Linked DNA regions of Sus scrofa: region 2 is linked to region 1. The links are chromatin contacts, called in public targeted proximity ligation maps. All regions are on one chromosome and are shown on one strand. The core of a region is the stretch at or near the end of the contact, and the rest is flanking DNA. Distances in the headings are between cores, read along the strand shown. Region 1 holds the start of EID3 (EP300-interacting inhibitor of differentiation 3). Region 2 has its middle 45 kb from the start of TRNAA-UGC.

What was found.
Region 2: a targeted proximity ligation map of alveolar macrophages shows a contact between it and region 1. A contact is called at or near these places in 11 of 47 Hi-C or Micro-C datasets (adipocytes, alveolar macrophages, embryonic fibroblasts and 6 more) and 2 of 2 datasets of targeted methods (alveolar macrophages and skeletal muscle).

Annotation. Positions count from the first base shown.
Region 1 is chr5:80,232,788-80,236,325 of Sscrofa11.1, reverse strand. EID3 (EP300-interacting inhibitor of differentiation 3) reads left to right here and starts at 1,759. Exons shown (of 1, transcript XM_021092633.1): 1 at 1,759-3,538.
Region 2 is chr5:80,285,463-80,289,000 of Sscrofa11.1, reverse strand. No RefSeq gene overlaps it. Among named protein-coding and RNA genes, the nearest start is that of TRNAA-UGC, 45 kb to the right of the region's middle.

The DNA.
Region 1 (3,538 bases), core at 510-3,009:
AGGAGTGGATTTTTGCTTTGTCATTCTGACTCTGGCGGTTTGCCCGCCCATTCAGGGGAGGGCGTGGCTTCTCCGAGCCTCTGGGAACCGGCCTCCCTTTCCCTTCAGTCGTCTCCGGTCCCGCATTGCATCGGATCGCGAGGTGGTGGGGCGCGTCAGAGAGGCGCCTGCTGCCCAACAGCTCGCGTTCCTGTAAGCTTCGGGCTCACCAAAAACGGAGGAAGCCCCGGGCCTCCCGCTGCGAGAACCCCGGGCCGAGAGCATCCGCCTGCCGGTGCGTTGCGAATGCGGAGCGAGGAGAGATGTTTGAGGGCGGGTCTGAGTAGGGGTGAGGCTTTATTGAGGCGGGTGAGCGTCTTGGCCGCATTCATTGTTTCGCCGGGTGGGTGAAAGCTTAGCGTGCGTGGAGGTGAGGCCGGCCCCCTGTCGGCCGGAGGTTTCCTTCCTCTAGCTCGTCTCCGTAGAGGCAGTGGGCAGAATATCGGAGGAAATGGACTTTTGTATCATTTCTTAGTGCACGGGTGTTGAAATGCAGGTAATAAGGTGATGAATAGATTGACAGACCCTTCTCAACATTAAGAGAGTTTAAGCAAGCCTCAAGGAATTTTCACACCATTGAATCTTCAGAAATCGTGAGAGGTTGGCAGATCATGCTTTCTGTGTGTGCAAGCGGGGAGACTAAGGCTCAGACTCCCGTGACTTTCCCCAGGCCGGCAAACGAGACAACTAAGAGGAACCCGTGCTTATCTCCCTGTATCAGGCAGTACCCGCTAAGCGTTAAAGGCTTCACCACACTGCCTGGTTTGACTCCTGGCTCTGCTGTTAACTAACTCTGGTTGCTTGAATTTGGGCAAGATAGGGGGTTTTTGGTGCCTCAGTTTTCTTATCTGTGAAATGGACCTGATAGGAGCGACTTCGAAAGGGTAGTTAGATTAAGTGTTAATCTATGCAACGCATTACAGAAGCGTTTTTATCATCAAACAACTGTACTTTGGGGTGCAGGTGTGGTTTTTGTCTCATGAATGGACCTCATGTCAGTATCAATGGAGTCTATTTTTAATTCTCACTGACTGACTCATTCTCTACCTGAGTTCACTCGTTTGTAAATTTGGACCGGTTTCACCCAGCCTGTCAGGTAGGGTGTTGCTGTATTATTTCAAGGTTCTTAAAGCACCCGTAAGTGGGCAGCGTGGGCTTCATTTTACCCCATGTTTTCAAACTTCAAAGAAACATTGGAAGTTGGTTTTTGGCACTCTGTATAGATGCAGAGTTCAAAGGCAGATTGAGTTGGAAGGTGTTTTTTGAAAAGTTGAGATAACTGTGCCCTAAGCTTCCTTTTGAGGCGTTTCTGAATTCGGGACCCACTGGGGACGTGTGACGTCTATTTTAGCGAGACTTGCCCTTTCCTGGGGTCTGCCTGGCGTTTGCGGCTGGCCGCGAGGCCGTCCCGGTCCTCCCGCCCGGGACCCGACCCTTGGCCGGCCTCGGTCAAGGTCAGGCGGGGCCCGGGACGGAGGGGCGGTCGCGCGGTGGGGGGGGGGGAGTGCAGTTGGGGACGCGGAAGCCCCGCCCCCGCCGCGCACTTCCCGCCGCCGCCCGGGGCGGAAAGACTGACCGGCTTCGCTCTGCTTTTGTGCCACAGAGGACGGGCGGGGCCTCGAGAGAGCGCTCTCCGAACTGACCTCGGAAACCGACGTGCCCGTTGTGTTTGTGAAGCGGCGAAAGATAGGCGGCCATGGTCAAACCCTGAAGGTAGGTGGGCGAGCTTTACGTCTCTGTAATGCGCCTGAACGGGGAACCGGCTCTTGGGGCCGGTGGTGGTCTCAGCCCTCCTCTCCAAGCCCGGGTGACCGGGAGCGGACCTCCCACCGAGCACATCCTTAGAAATGAGAAGGACGCGCGGGGCCAGCTCACGTGTTCATCGATGTTGATGAGACATACTTTTCAGAACGGGAAGCTTGGACGAGCGGATGGACCTATTTTCAGCTTTGAAAATAGGTTTTTAAACGTCCTTTTTTTCCTCCTTGCCTTGTTCTTTCTCTCCTAGTAACTCTATAAATAACTTAAAAATTTTTAGCAGCCGTGTACCTGCCGAATGTGAGTGTTTAGAGAAGTACTGCGAAGGGTGGATCAGGAAATGCTTATCTCTGTCCGTCCCTCTCATCTTCCTCTGTAATTTTCAGGGAGGGAAACCTGGAAACCCCAGGCTCAGGGGAGAGCGACCAGCAAGCCCTTAGAGCGAGTTCCTTACCCTTCAGGGGTTGCTTTTCTAGCCTTGAGTTAACAGCTGGGTAGAAGCATAGGCGAAGAAGAAATCTTTGCTTCGGCTGGTGGCGAGGGTGGTAGTGGCAGTCCTCCCTGGGCCCACGCACGAGGTCATGGCCCACCAGACGGGAGAAAGGCTGAGAGGCTGGGTGCACGTTAGCGGGATTTGCAGCCTGGTGATAGTCCACCTCTGGTGTGGTTGGTGACCAAGTTAGAAAGCCTCATCCCATCACTGTGATACATCTGCTTTAATTGTCTTTTTGTATTGAAGTAATTTTTAAGAAATGGAAGTCATACTGGAACATTGCCTTCTTAGAATTAAGCCTGAGGCCTCAGTTAAATGTAAAAGGTGTATTTAGATGGGTGCACATTCAGGAAGCAGGTAACAGTTAACTTGCATTTTTATTTACCATGTTTTCGTTCCTCTAAAAGAATCTTACCTTTTTGAAGAATGGGTATAGGAAATGAAGAGAGACTTGGAAGACAAATAGCACATTAATGGAAAATACTTAAAGGAGCTAAAAAGACTTTTAGCTTGATGTAAAATATGTTGTATTACTCAGACCTTTAGTTTGCAAGTAAAATGAGACAAAGTTCTATCAATATTCCTTCCTGTCTGATCTCTTTTCTCCACCTGTGTCATAAACAGATGGTCATGATTTTAACACCAGTGGGAGTAAAAAGGATCACTTTATATATAAGCTTTACATCCACTTAACTGATGAGATCTGATGTTTTCATTTCTATATTATCATAGTTAATTTCAGACATTTAGTGAAGTGCAATGTCAAGATTAAAGCATACCACCAAGTTATAATTAAAATTTTAAAAAGTTATTTATCACATCTCTTTTAAGCACACTTATCACTCTCTGTATCATTTGATTTATTTTTGGATTTTAATGAGTACTAAGAAATGAAAGAAGACACAAGGTAATGAGGCTTACTGCTTTGAAACTGTTCGTGAATTTCCAGCCAGTTGTTGCCCACATTTAGGAAGAAGCGGTAGGTTCTAAAATTCTTTAGGGAACACCAGGTTTGAGTGGAGAAAGGCATTATTTAGCAGAGAATGGAGTGCTTATAGGATTAGTGTTATCATCCTAAAGTCCACACCTTAAAAAAGGTAAAGATTTCCTGCTTTGATGCAACTTAAATAACGCAGAGGGAGCTTGTTAAAATACTGCTTTTCTTTTCTAAATGTTGTTTTCTTTTCTAAATGTTGTTTCTTCCTTTGTCTTCCTTTCTCCTCAATAAGCAACAGCAGCAGCAAAGCC
Region 2 (3,538 bases), core at 636-3,135, 53 kb before region 1:
TACCACTAGGAGTACAAATGGGGACTGCTTTTCTGGAAAAGCAATTTGGCCATGTGTAAGAAGAGCCTTAAAGCTGTAAACACAAAGATACTCACTGCAACCCCATTCATAATATTTCAAAACAAGCATCAAAGTAAATGTCTAAAAGAACCAGGTGGGCGTAGTGCGGTAGCTCTACTGGAAGGACTATTACACGGCTAGTTAGTAAAGATGTTTCCTCCCTTCTTTTCTTGAGTATGGATTTCCTGCAAGGTCCTAGGCACTGTTCAGGCTTTTGGGATACAGCAAAGGAAAAAATACGTAAAGTTGCTAGTCTGCTGGGGTGTACATTTTTGGAGGAGGGACGTGGAAGCTGGGGAAAAATATAGGACGTGGAAGAATATAGGGCAAATCAGAAGGCTGTCAGTGCCATATAAACAAAAGAGACGGTAAGGGGGTGAAAAGCTGGGTGCAAAACTATTCATTGAGGGGAAAGAACAAACCTGGAAAGAAGGAGTAGACAGCAAATGTAGTTTAAAGGGAAGGATTTTGGATGGTGCTTTTTCCCCCCCTTTTTATGGCCACGCCCCCTGCATGTGGCACGTGGAGGTTCCCTGGTCAGTGACTGGGTCCAAGATGCAGCTGTGACCTACTCCGCAGCTGCGGCAACCTGGGCTCCTTCCACCCACTGCTCCCAGCCTCCAGCCGCGCCTCTGCAGCGACCTGACCCGCTGCAGTCTGATTCTTAGCCCACTGCTCCACAGCCAGGAATCCCTCCTTCTTTCACCTTTGTATTTTCCTGTTTATCTTTGGTGAGTGTATTTTAATGTGAAAAGAAAAAAACGCACTTGCTTGAAAGAGAAGGGGCGCGGGAGCAGGGTGTCGCCGGCGGCGGCCGGCAGGGGGCGCTCGGCCTCCGCTCGGCGTTGCTCGCCGCGCGTTCCCACAGGGCCCCGCGCGCCATGGGCTGCGCCAAGAGCAAGGAGGCGCGGGCGGCCGTGCGGGAAGCCCAGGGCAAGAGAGGACGTGGCGGCCGCTCAGTAGGTATGACCGAGGGCCACGTCGCGGCCCCGGGGCCCTCCAGACGGTCGGCGACCACCGGCCCTGGTTGGGTCCCTCGTCCTGGAGCCTTCGGCCTGGCAGCCCTTGGCCGTCGTCGTGAGCCCGACGACGGGCGCCGGCCTGGAGAATCCAGAAACGGGCGAGGCCTTGGGGATGCCCCGCGGCGGGAAAGAGCCACCGCCCCGTGTTTACCCCAGGACACGTCGGTGGTGGCGGCCGTCCAGGTAGCGTTCAAGGTGGTCGGAGGCTGGTGCTGGGCAGCCACGATCTGAGAAGACCGTTCAGAGCTAACCCTACGGAGAATTACGGGTCCCTTTCCTGCCTGCGGGCTGTTGAGTGTGTATTGAGTTTCCAAAGAAAGGAAACATACTACCCATCGGGAATTACCTTCCTTTCTTGAGAATCCGGGACCCAGGGCTGAGGGTGAAGGAGCTAAGCCCCAAGGGAAGTTTAGGTCTTTTAACTGGGCAGGTCTTGGGTGGCGCCCAAGGACCCCCAGGCCCCCCCCACCTTCTTGCCATCCATCCCAAATCTTATCAGACAGACCTTCCCCTTTCCCACCCCCTATCTTAGCTTCCTTCCCTCCTTCCTCCCTCCCTCCCTTTCACATTTCTGACACCACCATCCCATTTTATCCGTTCAGTTACTCTTTGAGATGGGAAAGGTTGCTTCTGTTTTCTCCACTTTGCAGTTAGTGAATAATAATGGCGAACAGTTATTGAGCAGTGTTTCAAGCACTTGACATGAATTATCTTGTTTCACTTTATCAGCAGTACCCTGAGACGGGTGAATCATACCCTCACATTTTACAGATGAAGTAACTGAAACACAAGGGGTTATGAAACTAGCTGGGATCTAAGCTGAGGCATCTTGGCTCCAAAGTGCAGATCCTAACCCTTGTACAGCTCCCCTCCCCTCTTGGTTTTACAAGTGTGAAAACGGAGACCCAGAAAAGTAACAATTCCCACGAATGGAATTGTTAAATGCTGGAGGATCTGTCTCTTTCAATTTAGTTAGCAGAGCATATGGTGAAAGGCTCAGAGGAATGGAAAAAAACAGCCAAGTGAGGCAGGCAGCTCCTTGGAAGAGCTAGGACTTGGCAGGGAGTGTCTGACGGGAAAAGCTCATGCTCACCCCTGGGAGCAGCTGACAAGACCATCCTGGAGGAGCTGAGGACCTAAGTGGGGGAAGGGAAGAATGGGAGAGAAGGTTGAGTGGGGGGCAGTTCCTGCTCAAGCACAAGCAGCTCGTTTGTGGCCATCCCTTGGCTTTCTTCCCATCTACACAGGGGAGGGTTAGTCTGTGTGTCCTAAATTTGCCTTTCCTGTACCAGGTTTAGGATTTCTCCCATATCCATGTACTACTATTTACTATCTTTAATTACACCCACCCTTTGAAATACTTTTTAAGTGAAGTATACTGTACGTACAGAAAAGTGCAATTATTGTAATACAGCTTACTAAATTTTTGCAAACTAAACAGCCCTATCCAGCCAGCACCCAGGTAGAGAAACACTTCCAGTCCCCCCCAGAAACCCCCCACCACCCATGCCCCTTACTCCCACACCAAGGCAACCACTTGGCTGATTTCTAATAGCATGCATTTCTCACCTGCCCTGCAGTTACTGTTTGAAATAAATTTAGCACTGTTTTAAGCATTAATCTATGAAAGCCCTGCATCGTTCTGGATGTTTTTCTGTACACAGACATATTTGCATCCAATTGAAATTTAAAATGTTCTTTCATGTATCACCTGTAAACATTCTAGAAGGTGTCTTCCTTGGGTATCGCCAGTGATCTGCACACCGGATTTGGTGAAATGTTAGACGACATGTTCTCTCAGTTCCCTCCCACTGCAAAAGTATGTGCCTCGGTTCCAAGAAACTGATTTCTTAAGTGAGCAGCCAGAATCTAATGTGAGGTTTCACACAATCTGGCCCAAGTTGTAATGGTGAAGAATGTCTTAATTGAATGACTCTTCAAGGAAGCAGCTATTACTTAACAGGCACGAGGGACACCAGGAAATAAGGCATGATCTCAGCCCTTAACATAGGGGCTAGTGCGGAGGAATAACAGAAAATGCTGTGTCATCATGTGTAATCAAAAAGGTAGATGGGTACAAGATACCTGGGAAGAAGAGTAAACTTCTGAGTGCTGAGAGTTTATATTTCTACCATGACACACATTCCATCCTATTTTGATTAACTCGTAAACACTTATTTTTCTGACTGGATTTTTGAGAATCAGTGTGTCTTGTTCATTATAACATCTTCCACAGTCCTTGGTGCACTGCCTTGAAGGTGGGAGCCAGTAAATGTATTCATATTGTCCATATGGCAAAGGGCAATTTTTTAGAAGTGAGGAATTTTCTAAAAGCTGATGATACCAGTGCTACCATTTCTTCAGTGAGGCCCGGAGACAGTGTTTCTTAAAGTGTGATCCTAAGACCCCCTGCCAGAGAATGAATTAGGTGAGAATTAGTTGCACAAGAGTGTTTC